2 separate regions of the Mus musculus genome follow, and region 2 is linked to region 1. The links are chromatin contacts, called in public HiChIP or PLAC-seq maps. All regions are on one chromosome and are shown on one strand. Each heading gives the region's core, a stretch centred on a gene start, on an enhancer-like site or on the middle of the called end of the contact. The rest is flanking DNA. Distances are from core to core; before and after follow the strand shown.

The links. HiChIP or PLAC-seq counts read pairs in DNA pulled down with a chosen protein or histone mark.
Region 2: a contact with region 1 is called in an H3K27ac HiChIP or PLAC-seq map of embryonic stem cells, with 7 times the contacts expected there. The contact joins two enhancer-like sites. A contact is called at or near these places in 1 of 484 Hi-C or Micro-C datasets (embryonic stem cells), 5 of 115 datasets of contacts at active chromatin or transcription factors (all in embryonic stem cells) and 1 of 9 other capture datasets (embryonic stem cells).

Annotation. Positions count from the first base shown.
Region 1 is chr3:21,671,212-21,674,508 of GRCm38.p6, forward strand. No RefSeq gene overlaps it. Among named protein-coding and RNA genes, the nearest start is that of Gm31693, 30 kb to the right of the region's middle. Within about 2 kb of position 1,465, at least 52 of the 459 cell types and tissues checked have an H3K27ac peak or open chromatin away from gene starts, as enhancers often do. A contact at or near this core is called in embryonic stem cells, where this site is marked.
Region 2 is chr3:22,292,181-22,295,477 of GRCm38.p6, forward strand. No RefSeq gene overlaps it. Among named protein-coding and RNA genes, the nearest start is that of Gm26354, 120 kb to the right of the region's middle. Within about 2 kb of position 1,516, at least 3 of the 459 cell types and tissues checked have an H3K27ac peak or open chromatin away from gene starts, as enhancers often do. A contact at or near this core is called in embryonic stem cells, where this site is marked.

The sequences.
Region 1 (3,297 bases), core at 215-2,714:
GTTAACATGCCCAAAGCTACATAGTTACTAAGCAATAATACAAGCACTGATCTAGCCAGCCAGCCTTGAGAGCTCACCAAAACTCTTAAAACCTTCATTAGACTGCACAAGCAACGTAAAATAGTGTTAGCAGAAGAAATGGGAGAGTTGAAAGATCAAATAACATTGCTTTACATTTTGAATAACATTCACTATTAAAATTATATAATGTGAGTCACAAGTAAGCAATCCTTAGACAGTCTTTCCAAGTCTAAAGGCAGCACATACACTTTGCATGCACACTTCCTCTGTCTGGTTTCTCTGGAGGTGAAAAGACTCTCTGCCACAGGCATACAATGAAAAACAAGTCAGTTGTGCCTGGACCAAAGGAACATGGAGTTCTAAAAGTATAAAACAAACTTCTGGAACCATTTTTCTGCACTTGATCAGGTTCTAAGTAAACTAGTGTTTTTTTTTAATATTAAACACACACACACTTCAAAGTTGATTAGAACTGATGAGATAAATTCAAACTGTGAACTGTTGGAGTCTCAAGTGGTCGTTAGCCTTCCTGACCCATACCTCACTCCATAAGTCTGACCAGGTGCCTAACTTATACATTGACCTTTCACAGTTCTGATATCTGTGGTTTTTCTTTCCCCATGGTCTTTTCATCCTCCTGAGTACAGTTTCTCTGCGGTAATGCACACCCATGTCAGTAAGGCCTGCAAGCATTCCTACTTATTCAGCACACAAAGAAGATAAAGGAGGCATTGTTTACTGAGCATCAACTTTGTTCCAGGTAACAGCTCTGTATCATCTCACAGAAATCTTGGCAAAAGACTAATATCAGCAGGCAAACATACATCAGAGCCAAGATTTCAAAGCCTGGGGTGTTCTGGCTCCAGAGTGTACAGCCTTCAACTCTTCACTAACCGCCAGCTAGAAAACACTTGGTCAAAACAACAAAGCTAAGTCAGGACAGAGTTTGTTTCAGAATCTGGGTTCCCATGACTCCAGCTTCTTTTTGTCCATAGAGTCACCCTAAAGGTCCCTTGTCCCAAGAATCCCTTGCATAGCTTGCTACAAGAAAGCCCAAGACAGGTCAGTTTCTCTGCCGAAGAACTGCATGGCTTGTAAAAGGTACATCTAACCCAAACAATCACTACCACCCCCCCACCCCCCCACCCCCCCACCCCCCCGTCTTTCCCTTAGACTCCAGGGTCTTCTTCAGGTTGGTAGACCTCTGATCATTCAGTGTCTTCATTGCAAAGCTTGCTAACTTCAAGTCCTGGGAATAGCATCATCTTTGATGACTCTCACCCCTCCCAGTGTATATGAATGTGAATGTGTTGGGACAAGCCACTGGGAGTAAAATCTCTCCATTTCCTGCCCAGCCACTCCTGTCCTGTTGAGGCAGGAGAATAGGGTGGAGAGTGAGGTCCAAAAGGCCTTATGCAAGGCCTGTAAATTAGCATATGAAAGAAACCAGTTGCCAGAAAGGAAGAACGGAACCATCAAGCATGCCAAGACTACTGTGTAACAGAGTCTGCCCAAAAGCTTACCAAATCCCTCTTTATGCAAATGCTTGAGAAAGTCTATGCTATGCAAATGACCTACAAAAGTTTCAATCGTTTGTGTACAGGGCCTTTGAGCTCCTAATCTTCCCCACTGCTATGGCCTGCTGCCTTCCTTGAAAGAGTATTTTTTCTTAATAAACTCAGCTTCAGCTACTATTCACATGTATCTGCCAAATTTCTTGTTCTGAGACCTGAAAATTGTTATAGAAGCCTATCCAATCCTAATATTCAGTATTATTCATTTTATCTTTCCTGCTAGGTGACTGATCTATTCCCCATTTGGCCTCTGTCTTGTTCATTACCTTGTTTAATGTTAAGGACTTGTAACAAACCAACCAAGTCCAACAGTTTCTAGTCAGTTCCTGCTAGGCCCTGAGGGATCAAAGGGGACGTGCAGTCAGAGTCTTCAAAATGACAAACTTTCAGGCTCCAGGTGCCCACATGGATAGAGCAAAGAGTCAGTTGGCCCCAACTCTGAACCACCCCAAAGTAGAGTTCAGATGTTAAAATCCATCACTATTTCAACTAGAGAGTAAAAGTATGGGTGTATTGGTGTAAATCCTGTTGCTTCCAGAACTTTGCTGCTATTTCTGTCCCTGTACTTTTCCTCCTCCCCATTGTTTTTAGTTGAGCACTTTGGGATCATTTCATGAGGCTCATGTTCCATATGTGTATATTAGGAATAACATCACTTTTTTGTAAATGTCAGATGTTGGACTCCAAAGAAGAACATCGGAGGAGTCAAAGGCAACTATATCTACAGGAATCATTGTGCAGAATGATAGTGGGAAAGTATTTCACCCAGCAGCAAAGTTAGCTCTCAGATGCAGGACAAATGGGTAACCAAGGTGCCTATTTAACATATCAAAGAGGACCTGGTTGTCAGGAACTCCCAGCAACCATCAATTCCTACCTGTTTAGAATATGACTGACATATCACACCTCCACCCTGAGCTACTGGGCTACTTCCCGCAGTTGCCCTTCCCTGTATAACCCAGTTACTTTGATTCCTAATTCTGAAAGTCTATCCTTTTCTTTCCTGGATTTTCCCTCTCTGCTCTCTCCTCTCTGCCTTCCCCTCCTTACATGTTCCTGCTCAAGGTTAGGTTCATTCTGGACTCTCCCAGGTGACCTGGACTCTCCCAGGTGTCCCAGCCTCTGGCTATGTTCTTCCTTTTATCTACAATAAACCTTCTTCTCCACCATACCTAGCAACAGTCATGCCCCTTCTTTTTTATTTCTTTTTTGTTTGTTTGTTTTCATTTAAGTAGAAAATGGGGGCTTAGCATTGATGTGGAATGCATATTTTACAGATGAGGAAATTAATGGAGCCCCCAGAAATGAACACAATATGCCATCACACTAAGCCTTAGTAACATGACCTTATCACATACTAATTCTGGAACCTTCTCCAATCTGTAGCCTTGATGCATCTTTGGTATTGTCCTTATAAAATGTAGAAAACTCCGAATTCCTGAAGCACAACAACGATTACTTCTACCATATTATTCTCATCATAAAATGTTCCCTTTGTAAAAATCTCTTGAGTCTGATGCAAAACCCACCAACCAGTCAGAATGCAGTAGCTATTTTAATTCTCTATAGGAGATGAGGAGACAGGGGCAAAGATCAACAGCCAGGAAATTACAGAGCCACGACTTGAATAGAAGTTCAAATCCCTTATTCTTTTTCTTTCCCATGGCTCCTAGTGCCAAACTGAATTGCCTAATAGATCAAA
Region 2 (3,297 bases), core at 266-2,765, 620 kb after region 1:
AATTTGCCTAAATAGAGGCCATGTAGTGCTTGTATTTCAAGGTTACCATGTAAGTCTACTAGGCATCCAGGTTGAAGAGCAATGTAGAGAATTCCCAACAAAGTCCTATGGGGATTCATAAAACCCTTGTAATGTCCTTCCAATGGATGTGTTCTCTCCCCTCACCCTATGTGATGAGGGGAGGCTATGTGACTTAGTCAGAGACACTGGTCCCTAAGAGAAGAAGAAACTTAACTCCATCTTTGAGATTGGTTTTGTTAATAGAAATATAATATCAAGTATAAGGGGAGGAAGCAGCACAGTTGGCAGAGTTCTTGCCTAGCATATATGAGGCCTTGGCTTTAATCCTCAGTGTTGCATGAAACTGGATTAGTGGAGTATACACCTATGATTATAGTACTCAGGAGGGAGAAGTAGAGGGTCAGAAACTCAATGTCATCTTTGTCTACATACCATATATGGTGTGCACATGTGTGTAAGATATCATGTAGCCCTATTATCCCTTTTATTTTGTTATTATAAAGCTGATGTTTTAAAAATTAATTGTTTAAATTCATTTTTGTTATTATACAAGTGGTCTTTATTATGACATTTTTACACACATGTACACACACACACACACACACACACACATACACGAGTATCTGTTCACATTTGGCCCTATTATTCCCTCCTCCTACAAGCCTCCCCCATGTATCTGTTGAATTTTGACTCTATCTTGATCCATCTATCTACCTATCTACCTATCTACCTATCTATCTATCTATCTATCTATCTATCTATCATCTATCTATCTATACATTTGCTTTTCTGGGAAAAATTCAAATGCCATGCAATGATAAAAACATGCCCATGTTGCAGTGAGTTGACACTCAGTCATCATGAACAACAAGGACTTTGGAGCTGCATCTGGAATATTTTTTTTTTATTGGACATTTTCTTTCTTTACATTTCAAATGTTTTCCCCTTTCCAGGTCCCCCCTTTGAAACCCCCTATCCTATATACAAAGAACTCAAGAAGATAGACTCCAGAGAATCAAATAACCCTATTAAAAAATGGGGACAGAACTAAACAGAGAATTCTCAACTGAGGAATACAGAATGGCTGAGAAGCACCTAAAGAAATGTTCAACATCCTTAGTTATCAGGGAAATCCAAATCAAAACAACCCTAAGATTCCACCTCATACCAGTCAGAATGACTAAGATCAAATGTTGGGAACCAGCCCACGGCTCACTTGGACAGGGGTTATTCCTGGGAGGCAAACTGGGGCTGAAAAGACAGAAACTATGTGATCGAGAGAAATAATGGAGCCAAATCAAGGTTCCTGATCAAGGCTCAAATGTTTAATAGCAAACTGTGCTTATAAAAGGGGGTGGGGGGGGAGGCCCATACCCTGCTAATCCATTCTTGGAGCCTGGAACCAGTTGCAGGTGATGACATGCAGGATAGGGTGTATCCTCTGGACTATCTCAGTGGCCTCTCAGCAGGTAGCAGTGTCTTGGAGGAGCAGTGGCAGGACAATAGAGCCATCTAGGTAATCTCCTTAGTGGCGGCAAGGTCAAAGTCTGGATCAGCCTGTTTCAGGCTGGGGGAGGTTACATCCCCCCCATCCCCGTTTATAATATTAAAAATAGCTGGACTGAGGCATAAAATTTATTTATAGTCCTGCTTGGGAGTTATGGTGGCTGGCAGCCGCGACTGACTTAGGAAATCTTAGATCTTCCCAAACCATTCAATTCTGTCATAGATGGTATGTGCAGCTTGTTTGTGTTTATTTTACACAAAACATGGCTCTGTGGTGTATTATTAACAACCACAGCCTCTTGGCATGTACCTCTGTCTTAGATTGATATGATTCTGAGATTTGGGCGCCTGTCTTTGACTGTCCAGCCCTCATAGCACACTTTATTCCCAATTCAGACCAGAGCCACAATATGTACTTAAAATGCTTCTTAATATAGATTAATAACTGCCACCTGCACTGTTGGAGGCAAGGCTACACACCTGCTGCAGTCAGGCTGAAGGGTGTTGACTGACCTGCTTGAAAAACAATGGGAGTCAGTGAAAAGCAACAGTACAAAAGCATCTTTGCGGAAGTCCAGGTACTCCATTCAGTTGCAAATTAGCAACTACCAAGGTAGACTTAGAGCTCCTGGTGTGGGGGAGGTGGTTTTGAGATTTGCAGAAATGCTGTTACTTCTCTGGGAGTGGAGGCTGTGCTCCAAATTAACTTTGCTAGGTAATTAAGATTTTAGCTATCTTCAATAGGACTCTCTAATACTGGAATTATTACTAGACCAGTCCAAGATTGAGTTAGAATAACTGATCACAATGAGGGAAGGAGAAGAATCACTATAACTCTTTCTTGTGACTAATCTTTCTAAGTCAGACTACACGGTCTCTAATGTTCTATGTCCCATAAGGTTTAAAAAGCTCGAAGCAAGGCATCTTAGCTTGTCCAAACTGGGAAAATGGCAAGCAAAGGTGGGTCAAAAACATATACCCAATTCAGCTTTCTTGTCACTACAGTCAGGGCACTCAGCCAACTCACCTGTCAGCTTGTCACATGAATTAGCTGTCATGCTTTTGCAGCTTTCTGTGAAGAGAACCTATGCTTTCCCCCTTCCCAATAAGGTAGCTGTTCAGGATCAAGCCATATGCCAATAAGTAGATCATTTTCATCTCACCTAGACATGATTATGTCTGGTTTTAAGATACTATAAGGCATTTATTAAGTTCTTTGACATCCAAATTTCAAAATTCTTAAAATAAAAGTATGATTTAAATAATGTGCACAGGGATATATTAAATAATATGCATGGGGATATAATTTCCCCCTTTCTTTGTTTTTCAAGAAAAAGAGTTTTTAAAGTTCCACAATACCTTGTCTTTGAGAATTATTAAATTGTTGACAAAACATCTCAAATACTTGACTGTTATAGTCAGTTTTAATATAACAAGGGCAGTGACTAATTACACTTTTAATTGTTTCTCTTGAAGAGCGGTTGTAGCTAGAAAGCTTGAAAAGTATTAATAGTCACATGTGCATAATTTATTTACTTATTAATCAGAAATAAGAGCATTCATTTGCAGCAATTTATTAAGTATAGGTCCTCAAGAATTAACACCATTATGTGGAAACAGGTAGGAACTGAGGACACCAAGAGCAAATTTTTTACAATTTGACATGCACAGTCTCCAAAAATACCAAAAATACATGGTCCACTATGTTCATAGCAGCCTTATTTATAATAACCAGAAGCTGGAAAGAACCCAGGTGCCCCTCAACAGAGG